Regions from separate parts of the Mus musculus genome. Here all the other regions are linked to region 1. The links are chromatin contacts, called in public promoter capture Hi-C and targeted proximity ligation maps. All regions are on one chromosome and are shown on one strand. The core of a region is the stretch at or near the end of the contact, and the rest is flanking DNA. Distances in the headings are between cores, read along the strand shown.

Region 1 (3,087 bases), core at 202-2,701:
CCAAGGGTCTCAGAACGCAGGTCTAGAGCCATTGCCTTAGGGCTGAGATTAGTTCCTTCTTTCTGAGATCTCACAATACTTCTTCCCACCCTAAATTATTCCTTAGTTATCAAGTAGCTTTCGGATCTATAATTTAAGTGAAATGGGCTGGGGGAGTCAAAGAACATGTCAATTGTGTGTCCTGAGAAGAATCCCAAACTTTAGGGAACTTTGTTGGGAGTTCTCAAAATCCTGCCTTGCATATGAGTATTTAAGGAAAGGAGACTATTGCTTCCAGAACACTGCCTGGCTGGGAGTCCACCGGGAGGGGCCTGGGCTGTGACCCAGCTCAGACACATAGTTCCCTCCTCTTGGATATCGGTCTCTAGCTCTGCCGATGTTCCAGATTGTCCTACTGTCTCAGAGATTCCACTCCAAGAGACAGAGTGGAGTGGTAATGTGTGAGACAGCGTGAAGTAAGTCACAGTGGATGATCAGGGAAATGGTACCCGATAAGCCCAAAGGCCCTTCCGAACTTGGATTAGGTATTTTAGGCTGAGAATCCAGTCGCTTCTAATCCCACATCCCCTAAATTCAGACAGGGCTGAGGGTTCTGCCTCTCGAAGCCCTTCCCAACGGTGCCGCTGAACAGAAACGCAGTGATTTGGCCATGTATGCCCCACTACTCACTTCCTCGCTGGAGAAAGGAGGCTACACCCCAGTACTTCATCTTGAACTTGGCAGGATCTTCAGTGTCTGTGAAAGTGCCCACCATGTCTGCACACACTTCCCAGTTGCTGCAAAAGCCAAGAGAATCCTGAGCCAAGCCAGGAAAGGGCTTCTACCTCATCCAAGGTACTCTTTTCCCATCCCAGTGAGGGTTGGGCTCCCAGGGAGCCAAAGGCAAGGTGGGAGGCACTTTGGAACGCCGCACACAGCCCACCAGAGGCCACTGACCTCAGAAGACGGACTCGTCCCTTGGCTGTGGCGCTCATATGACCCTTCTCGTCCACAGAAAACTCAGCGATGATGTTGTCTTGCAAAAAGAGACCCTCGGGGTCCTTTTTGGCGATGGCATACCAGAGCCCAGAGAACTGAGAAAGAGATGAGAGAGCTAGGGACTGGAGTCTGGGCTCCACCTCTGACCCGCAGGAATCGGGGAACCCGGGCTGATACCTACACGAGCCTTGTCGAAGTTCTCCTTGACTCGGAAGCTGCTCACCCTGCAGTCGCGCTCGGCGCTGCCGCCTCCCAGAGCCGCCAGCAGCACGAGCGCCCACACCCACTCCATCTCACCCCGGAGTCTGCCCTGCGGGACAGGCGCAGGGTAAACGCGGGGCCGGAGGACCGAGGCCGCCCGTCGCCCCCTCCCGCCCCACCCCGCCCTGCAGGTCCCCGGGGGAGCGCGCGGCGGCTCACCAGCAGGAGCCGCGTGCAAGCCTGGCCGCCGCGTTCGCGCGCGCGTGGAGCGACGGAGCCGAGCGGCCGTCGGTCCTTTATAGCTCCGGGGGGAGGGGGTCGCGCTTTCGTAACCGCGCGGGGTGAAAGACCGCGGGGAGGTGCCGGGGGCGGGAGGGGGGGGGGCGGCCGAGCTTGCATAACGCTCCCTGACTCACTCCTGAACGCACGCGGGGCCCCTCCGTCAGCCTTGCCGTCCCACGTCGCCTATGCTCCGAGCTCCGCTCAGGGTGGTCTCGGTGGAGCCAAACTCTCCAGCCCAGAGGATCCATCGGGGCCAAGAGCTGGCCCGGGGACCCAGCGGCAGCCAGCTGCAGTCTTGGGTGGCCTCCAGGTCCTGTTGCCCTGGCTGGAGGCCTACGTGGCCATGGTGTGGTGATGGTGGCCTCACTGAGCGAAAAGGGACCTATGATGTAGCCTGGAACATTAGCGTCCAGGCCCTGGCTTTCCCAAGTGGCCCCTGCTTCTACTGAGGAGCTGTTGTGAGAAGCTTTTTGGCATATTTTGGCTGTTTTTTTTTCCCCCTTTGAGAAAGGGCATATTTTACTCTTTGATGAGTTGTGGTGCTGTTTGGGTCAATATTTATTCTTTCATTTCATCATCTTTAGAAGGACTAAACCGCTCCCTGTTAAATATTCTCTAGAAACGCAACCTGGTCAGGACAGGAAATATTTTCTCAGCGCCAATGGCCGAGTGGTTGATCGTCCACTTCTCTTGCCACACTCCCCTGAAACCACACTGAAAAACATAATTGCCAAGTGTTTACCATGCATTTTTATTTCTAAGCCATATTAGGATTTATTTATTTCCAGAACAGCGAGGAAAACTGGCTCAGGAAGAGAAAAAGGAGAGGGAAAGAATTCCATAACCTTAATGGTAGTAGCCAAAAAAAGCTGTTGAAGGGTTGATTTTTTTTTTTTTTTTTTTTTTTTTTTTTTTTTTTTTTTTTTTTTTTTGCCTATGGCACGATATAACTCTACATTTCCCTCTGTATTTGGAGTTTGCGATCTGTCAAACTGAACCTAGCAGTTAAAAGGAGGAAGATTTCGACCAAATGAGATTTAGTGGGAAAAAAAAAAATTTTTTTTGACGAGAAAGTATTTGTGTCTCCATTGCCCAAAGTCTGAGCATATGAGAGTACATTGACCACTCTGCCATAGCTATATAAGAGGAGATGGGGAAAGGAGGAGAGACAGAGACGCCACAGAAAGAACTAAGTTGCCATTTCTTTCAACAAGCACCTTAGCCATGCCTGGCAACCTTGCAGAGATACCTGCGGCCTCCTTCAGCTTCCTGTGAGCTTTTGGACATTCACCTGCCTGGTTCTCTCTCCACCCCTGCACCCATTGTGCTCCTTGTAGTCTCTGTGGCACCAGAGACCATGTTTTATTTCCATAGGACTCTACAACTAGGGAAGAGTGTTTCTGGCCAGGAGGCTAACTGGGAAATTTGACTGGACTAGTTTTACCAAAGGATGCATTTCTTGCCTCTCAGTTTCAACTGGGGCATTGATTCCAGTACCTTATGCCCCACAAATCCTTTGTAGAAAAGGATGCATTTGAATATAATCTATATACACCCTTGTGTGTATTTTAGTCTTCTCTGGATTATAATGTTTAATACAATGTACATGTTATATAAATAACTATT
Region 2 (3,567 bases), core at 885-3,384, 170 kb before region 1:
CCAAGGTAAGTCCTTGGTGGTAGATTAAAATTGGAGGCACTGTTCTGGCCTTCAACATTTTAACAGATATAGAAATAAATATATGCATATATGTATGTATGTATATGCACATGCAAATGAGTGTGACCGTGAACTTCTTGGTTGGCAAGGCCTATAAGCAACAATATAGCAGCAGCGTGAGCACTCTAGATCTTGTTTTTCAAATGTCACTTCCTATTAAAGGGACCACAGCATCTTAGAGAAACGGTTATTTCAGGGCTGGAGTTGAGAAAGTACAAGCTAAGCCCAGAACATGCTGATGTGCTCGAGTTGAGCATCTGCCAACAGAGAGGGGAAGGGAGTGCCCGCTAGGCCTAGCCAAAGTCCTGGTCATGGAAAGCCACTCTCTTTGTCACGACTAGGCCTGAACTCAGACAATTTGGTCAGTGGAGGGAGATGATAAGGAGAATCAGGGCAAGAAACCCCCCCGAGGAATGGCCCCAACATAATTAGAAGTTTGGCCAGTTCTCCACCAACTCCCTTGAGGAAGGAAAATGAAAACTAATAAAAAAAATATAGTATTTTGGGCTGGAGAGATGCCTCGATAGTTAAGAGCACTGACTACTCTTCCAGAGGTCCTGAGTCCATCAATTCCCAGCAACCACATGGTGGCCCACAACCGTCTGTAATGGGATCCAATGCCCTCTTCTGGTGTGTCTGAAGAGAGTGGCAGTGTATTCATAAACATAAAATAAATAAATCTAAAAAATATTTCATGTCAATTTCAACTTTATTTTTACAAATATTAATTTTAAATTTTATAAATTAAAACCTATAAATTTTAATTTAATTTTTTTCATTTTTTAATTCTATATGCACGAGTGTTTTGCCAACATGTATGTCTGTGCACCACACATATGCCTGGTGCTTTTGGAAGCCAAAAAAAGAGCAACAGATCCCTTGGAATGGGAGCTATAGGTGATTTTGAGCTGCCATGTGAGTTCCAGGAAGAGAACCCAGGTCCTCTGGAAGAGAAGCAAATGTTCTTAGTCACAGAACTGTCTATCTATTCCCCTCCATTTCACCTTTACGAAATGGGAAATTACACTGAAGTTCAATTATCCTTCTATATTGGTGCTCCCACCCCCGACACCTGGAGGCCTTTTATTTGTAAGTATGTTTGCCTCGTCATGGTCTGCGGCACTCCCTGGGGCTGTCAGCACGATGAAACCAAGTGATGGGTTTGAGCTGCATGTTCAATCTGGGGCTGATCACCCCACACTCATGATCACTCGCTGCCTGTGAGGTTCAGGACGATCTGCCCAGATCTGTAGTCATCAATGATTTCAAATTCCCCAATGCAACCATGCCCCTCACCACAGACAGAAGCCAGACTGTGACTTTGGAACCTAATAAAGACCTGGCACGTGCCTTGTTGCTATTCTTGAGGGCATCAGCCAGGACATTCACATGCACCATTTTGGTGAAAAAGAAAAGTGGTAGAAATATATATATCTTTGATATAAAGCTGCCTGTATATAAAAAAGCAATAATTTTTTTGTTATGGAGTTTTTCATCAGATATTTTCTTATATATCTTGGTCTATCATTTATAAAAATGATATTAATATAAACTGAAATTATTTTATTAATGTATTTTAATCACATATTAATGAGATTAATGTGATATTTCCATACATATGAGATGGATTGATTATGTTCAAACACCTTTTTCCCCCACACTCTAAATTAACATTAATGCTGAATGGATTTTTATAGAAGTAACTTAGTATCTTAAATTAAGTAGAAATGTCCCAAATGTGGCACCTTTCTCCTCACTGTTGTAGCCTACCAATGTCAAGAAGACGATCAATCACATGCCTGCTCTTATGCAGGTCTACCAAAGGGACCCCCACCCCAACCAGAGGGACCCCCACCCCAACCTCCTCCAGGCTTCAGAGGAGTTCCCCGAGTCTGAAGCAAGAGCAGAGACTGGCAGCCCTGGTTCTTCCCATAGCAGAGACTATCTCTGTAATAAGAGCAAAGTTGTACAAGTTGCACCCGGCTACTGGAACAAAGCATCCTTTATATGCAAATCCTCTGCCCAGCCTTCTACATCCTCCCGTCTTTCTCAGTAAGAAAGCCTTTCTCCTGGCATGTGCTCACACAAACGTAAGACTAGACTTCCTCGTGGTGGGTGTGGCTGTAGGACTGGAATTCTGGTGAATGGAAAGTGAGCAGAAATCTGGGTATGACGTCCTAATTTTCCCTAATGAGGGGCTCTTGTCACCTTCTCATGTGTTTTCCTCCCTTTAGGCTGGAGGGTGGATGTCCTAGTGAGTTGTCTCTAAGGGATGGACTGAGGTAACTCCTTAGTTCCTTAGTAAAGGTTAGGACAGCCATGGGGAAAGAGTGGGCACCAGTACCGGTGAACTTCTACAAGTTCTGGACCATTTCCTCAGTTGTTACTGAATTGCTCTATTGTTGACCATTGTGTGTTTAAGATCTTGTGCTACAGTTGCCAAGCTTGTATATTACCTACCCCGTGCTTACCTTACTGTCTGCGAAAAGGAAATGCTGGACAGATAACTCACCAGCCGTTCTGCCATGACTAGGAGAGTGTTCACTGCATCCAGGCGGTGACTAATATCCTCCCAGTAGGAAGTCAGGGTGACCACGGGCTTCGTGTGGGCCCAAGGTAAGTAGTAATAGTAGTTCCCTGGTAAGGAGTGTCAGGAGTCAGTGAACAGGGACACTTGAAAAGGACAGCATATTTGTTACATAGATGTGTGAACAGAGCTACCCATTAATCCACAGGCCCGGGGAATGGTCTTGGCTAAGGTTTGTTTGCTGTTTGGGGAGCTGGAGATTAAACCCAGAGCCTCATACAAGCTAGGACAGTTCTCTACTGCTGAGCCACACCCGGGCGCTATTCTGACTCATCAATTTTAATCAGGCAAGCAACAGAGAATAGATGCTTTATTCTTTTATTTTGTGAACCTTTCTAAAACACCAGCACAGGGAGGACAACCATCTTAGGAACAATTTGTGGTTCAGGATCACACAGCTGAGCACCCATGATGGTTACATCATATGGCATGGTAGAATGCAGAGCACTGGAGGTTAGACTCACTGTTTCTCTGTGGAACTGTGCTTTTAAATGATTGCTTTTGCTGAAAGAAGAGCAGTCCCGCCCCACACCCTGTTCTTCGCAAACCTCGGCTGCCCACATGGGGTTGGCATGACTCGGAGGCTTTCTGTAATTAAGACTAAATGCCTCACATTTTCTGGGGCATTTTATGTCTTAAATTTGCTCATACAAAAAAATTTAGATAAAAATATAGCAGTCCTGTTGGGCTGTTTATGTGTACCGGGCCATATACACAAACATACAATTAAAAAGAGAAACAAAATCTTTTAAAAGAGAGCTGGGTGACAGGACTGGGTGAGCACTGGTGAGAATCAGCCTGGCTTTTCCAGTGTCTGAGCCAGAGTGCCACCATTGTCAACCACCGAATCTAAGGGGGATTTGCAGTTGGTTGGGGTGCAGCTGCTTTAGGGAGTGTGGTATTTAGTGGGGTCATCATCT
Region 3 (3,085 bases), core at 232-2,731, 250 kb after region 1:
CAAGTCACTTCTCTGTGTCAGTGACTGGCAGGCATGTTACAGCAACAATGTTAACTAGCTGGCAGGCATGGACCAAAATGGCTACAGCTATAGGGGTTGGGGGTCTGGCCAATACATAATATCAACTTCTGAGGGCACACTCAAAGCATAGCAGATGAAAACTACATAAACACCTGAGGTTTAGATAAGCAGATAAGTGTAGTTTAGAAGTCTGAAGAGCTTATCTTTGGAGGGTATAGTGAAGAGCCATCCATGGAGTGGCCATTTTGAGAACTATTCTCTGCTTCTCTCTCTCTCTCTCTCTCTCTCTCTTAAGATTATTTATTTATTTTATGTATGTGAGTACACCATTGCTTTCTTCAGACATACTAGAAGGAGGCACCAGATCCCATTGCAGATGGTTGTGAGCCACCATGTGGTTGCTGGGAATTGAACTCAGGATCTCTGGAAGAGCAGTCAATACCCCTTAACCACTGAGCCATCCCTCCAGCCCCTATTCTCTGTTTCTTGATCTGGGTCATGTTGACATGAGCATGCTCAGTGAGTGAGCTTTCTTTGAGCTATACATTTCCATGGTTTCGGCAGTAGTTGAAACTACACCATCAAATACTGGATTTCAGAAGGCATTGGAGGCTTGGTTGATTTATAGGCCCAGTATTGCCTGGGTGGATGGTGTATCTTGGTGGTCCATACTTGGCTGACAATATAGCAAATAGATAAATGGAATCAAGAAACCATTGATAAATGACTTATATATAATTATGGATCTTGTTAGTATCGTTATACAATTGTTTTTCTTCATTTCATAGCATTCTACTCCAAGAAGAGTGTGGTTTCTCAGAGATACCACAAACCCTAATGCAAACCACGGAGTATCACGATTGTAGCAATAGCTGGCAAAGCATGCTGCCAGCTCAGTGGTCTCAGAGTTAAAGCCAAAAGATCAGGTGAAAGAAATTGCTCTAATGAGGTGCTGCTCTCAAAAGCCTGAAATCCTGTTAATGCCCTGCCTGAGAAGCAGGGGAAAACTGTCCAGACCACCCACTGAAGTATCTAAAGTCTTGAATTCTAATCCCATCTCTGCGCCTCCCTTTTAGTGTGACTGTAAGCAAATCAGTTGACATCTCTAAGCTTCACTTTCCCCATCTGTAAGTTGAAGATAAAACACACACCTTAAAGAGAAAAAAGAGCGTTTGCATCTGGTGTTGGAAATGAATCCTCTCATCTTCTTAGCCGCTAAATAGTTTTCTTCTTCTATTTTCTATAGGAGAAAACAAGATCGGGGAAGGGGGAGGCTCAGATGGGAGTCATCACTCTCCTGAAACCACAGGGCTGGTTAGTGAACGGGACTCCAGAGCCTGGCTTTTAACAATTACTGAACTGCCTGGTTAAATTCCCCGGGGGTCAATGAACCGATGCACCTAATTGTGTGTGGCATATTTGGAGCATTTCAGAAACGTTAATGATTAAAAGGAGAGCAGAGTGGAACCCAGATATTGGACCATAACAAATCTGAGGTTAACAGGGATCATCTCTGAGCATGCCCAGTCTCCAAGCATAGATAAGTTCACAGAGGAAGGTAAAGGTTCCCGGGGTGTTAGGAATAATTTATGTACATAGGAGCCACGGTTCTCAGGAACTGATTGGAGAGAGAGGATCTACAAAGAAACACGCAACAAGGTCTGCAGGGTGCCCTCTGCCCAGGAAACTGCAGGGGTGCAGCCCTCTGACTCGAGGCCAGGAGAGCTAGGAGAATCAGAGAGCTCTCCAGCCACATATACCCCGACCCCTGTCTCCCAGGCCAGTTTGTCAAGCTTGGAGCAGAGAGCCGAGGTCTGGATCCTGTAGTCTGAGTGAGAGTAGGCAATGCCAAGGCCAGTGAGAGGTCATCTGTGAGAGGTTGGGACCCTGTCTCTTTCGTCTCCCATTTCATCTCTGTTGTCTAGTGTAAACACTTAGATGTTAGCCAAATCTGCTACATTTTTAAAAATGGGATGAAGATAAATACATCAGGGTCTAGAAGGGAAACGGACATAAATATTTCAGATGGAACACAGGACTTCAAAGAAACCTCCAAAGTCTTACAAGAGTCGTACACTCTGTCTCCAGAGAGTAAAACTGTAGAACCCCGAGTTCATATGTTTTACTACTGGTAATATTTAGCTACAAAACTCTGAAAGGCTGGGAAGGCACTAAACCAGGTTTTCTCTCCCCTCTTAGCTTTTCTGTCTCTGGTGCTCATCGTTAGATCCCAAGCCAGCTCAGGCTGCTGCCCAGGTCATGTTCATTTACAGCTGAGTCTCTCCCCTCCCTCACAGCTGATTTTCACACAGCTCCCAGGCTAATATACTCTCCTCAGTCCCATTTGTCACCCAGCAATCAGAGACAGCCTGGCTGCCAGCTCTGTATAAAGGATCCATCAATCACATGACATAGACCCTCTTTCCTTCTTCTGAGAAGGGACATTACCACCCCACTAGGCCACATGGGCCTGAACTCTCCTTAGAGTTCCCATCATGTCTGTCTGTCTGACGTCTGTCTGTCTGTTTATAGTGTTAATTACCCTCTGAATAAATCTTATTCAACAGGACAGACTGTCTCAGTGTCTCCTAAACCCAGAATGTTTTTTCTCTTCTCTGTAGTTAGGAGCCAGAACTGAAGCGTGGCCAAGGCTGGTGCTAAGGATCATAGGTAGCTCATGTGTCTTGGTGGGGATGTAGACCCAAGTTAACTGCAACTATGGCTCTAGGTTCCCATGGAGCCTTTTGCTAATGTTCTCTTTGGATTAGTTTGAGATAGAGTCTCCCAGTGTAGCCCAGGATGCCTCCCAGTGTAGCCCAGGGTGCTCTGTGACTCCCCATCCTCCTGCCTCAGGTTCTCTCATACGGGAATTGCAGGCATGTGGCTCCTGCCTGGCTACACTGCTGCTACATTTGCTGACTCCTACATACTCTCAGAAGGGGTTTCTCTGGGAAGTTTTACCCATTTAAGGGTAGTTGGTGTATGGGGTGGGGTGGTAGAGTTCTATTAGCTTCATTAACATGCAAAAAGCCCTGGGTTTGATCCCTAGCACTGCATAAACCAA

Evidence for each region. Promoter capture Hi-C pulls out the DNA fragments that hold promoters and counts their contacts.
Region 2: a contact with region 1 is called in a targeted proximity ligation map of pancreatic cancer cells. A contact is called at or near these places in 4 of 39 promoter capture datasets (cranial neural crest, embryonic stem cells and hippocampal neurons), 3 of 484 Hi-C or Micro-C datasets (embryonic stem cells, liver and nephron progenitors), 2 of 130 datasets of targeted methods (embryonic stem cells and pancreatic cancer cells) and 3 of 9 other capture datasets (adipose tissue, liver and pancreatic islet).
Region 3: a contact with region 1 is called in a promoter capture Hi-C map of liver, with 2.9 times the contacts expected there. A contact is called at or near these places in 8 of 39 promoter capture datasets (cranial neural crest, embryonic stem cells, frontonasal cranial neural crest and 4 more), 2 of 484 Hi-C or Micro-C datasets (liver and nephron progenitors), 1 of 130 datasets of targeted methods (pancreatic cancer cells) and 2 of 9 other capture datasets (adipose tissue and embryonic stem cells).

What each region holds. Positions count from the first base shown.
Region 1 is chr19:38,123,360-38,126,446 of GRCm38.p6, forward strand. It overlaps Rbp4 (retinol binding protein 4, plasma), which reads right to left and starts at 1,452. Exons shown (of 6, transcript NM_011255.3): 1 at 1,399-1,452; 2 at 1,160-1,288; 3 at 937-1,073; 4 at 670-776. The coding sequence starts at 1,270. Gm32440 (a long non-coding RNA gene) reads right to left here. Exons shown (of 4, transcript XR_877843.2): 4 at 2,395-3,087.
Region 2 is chr19:37,957,142-37,960,708 of GRCm38.p6, forward strand. Myof (myoferlin) reads right to left here. Exons shown (of 54, transcript NM_001302140.1): 21 at 2,573-2,697. Among named protein-coding and RNA genes, the nearest start is that of Gm52397, 27 kb to the right of the region's middle.
Region 3 is chr19:38,371,175-38,374,259 of GRCm38.p6, forward strand. No RefSeq gene overlaps it. Among named protein-coding and RNA genes, the nearest start is that of Gm41844, 6.6 kb to the right of the region's middle.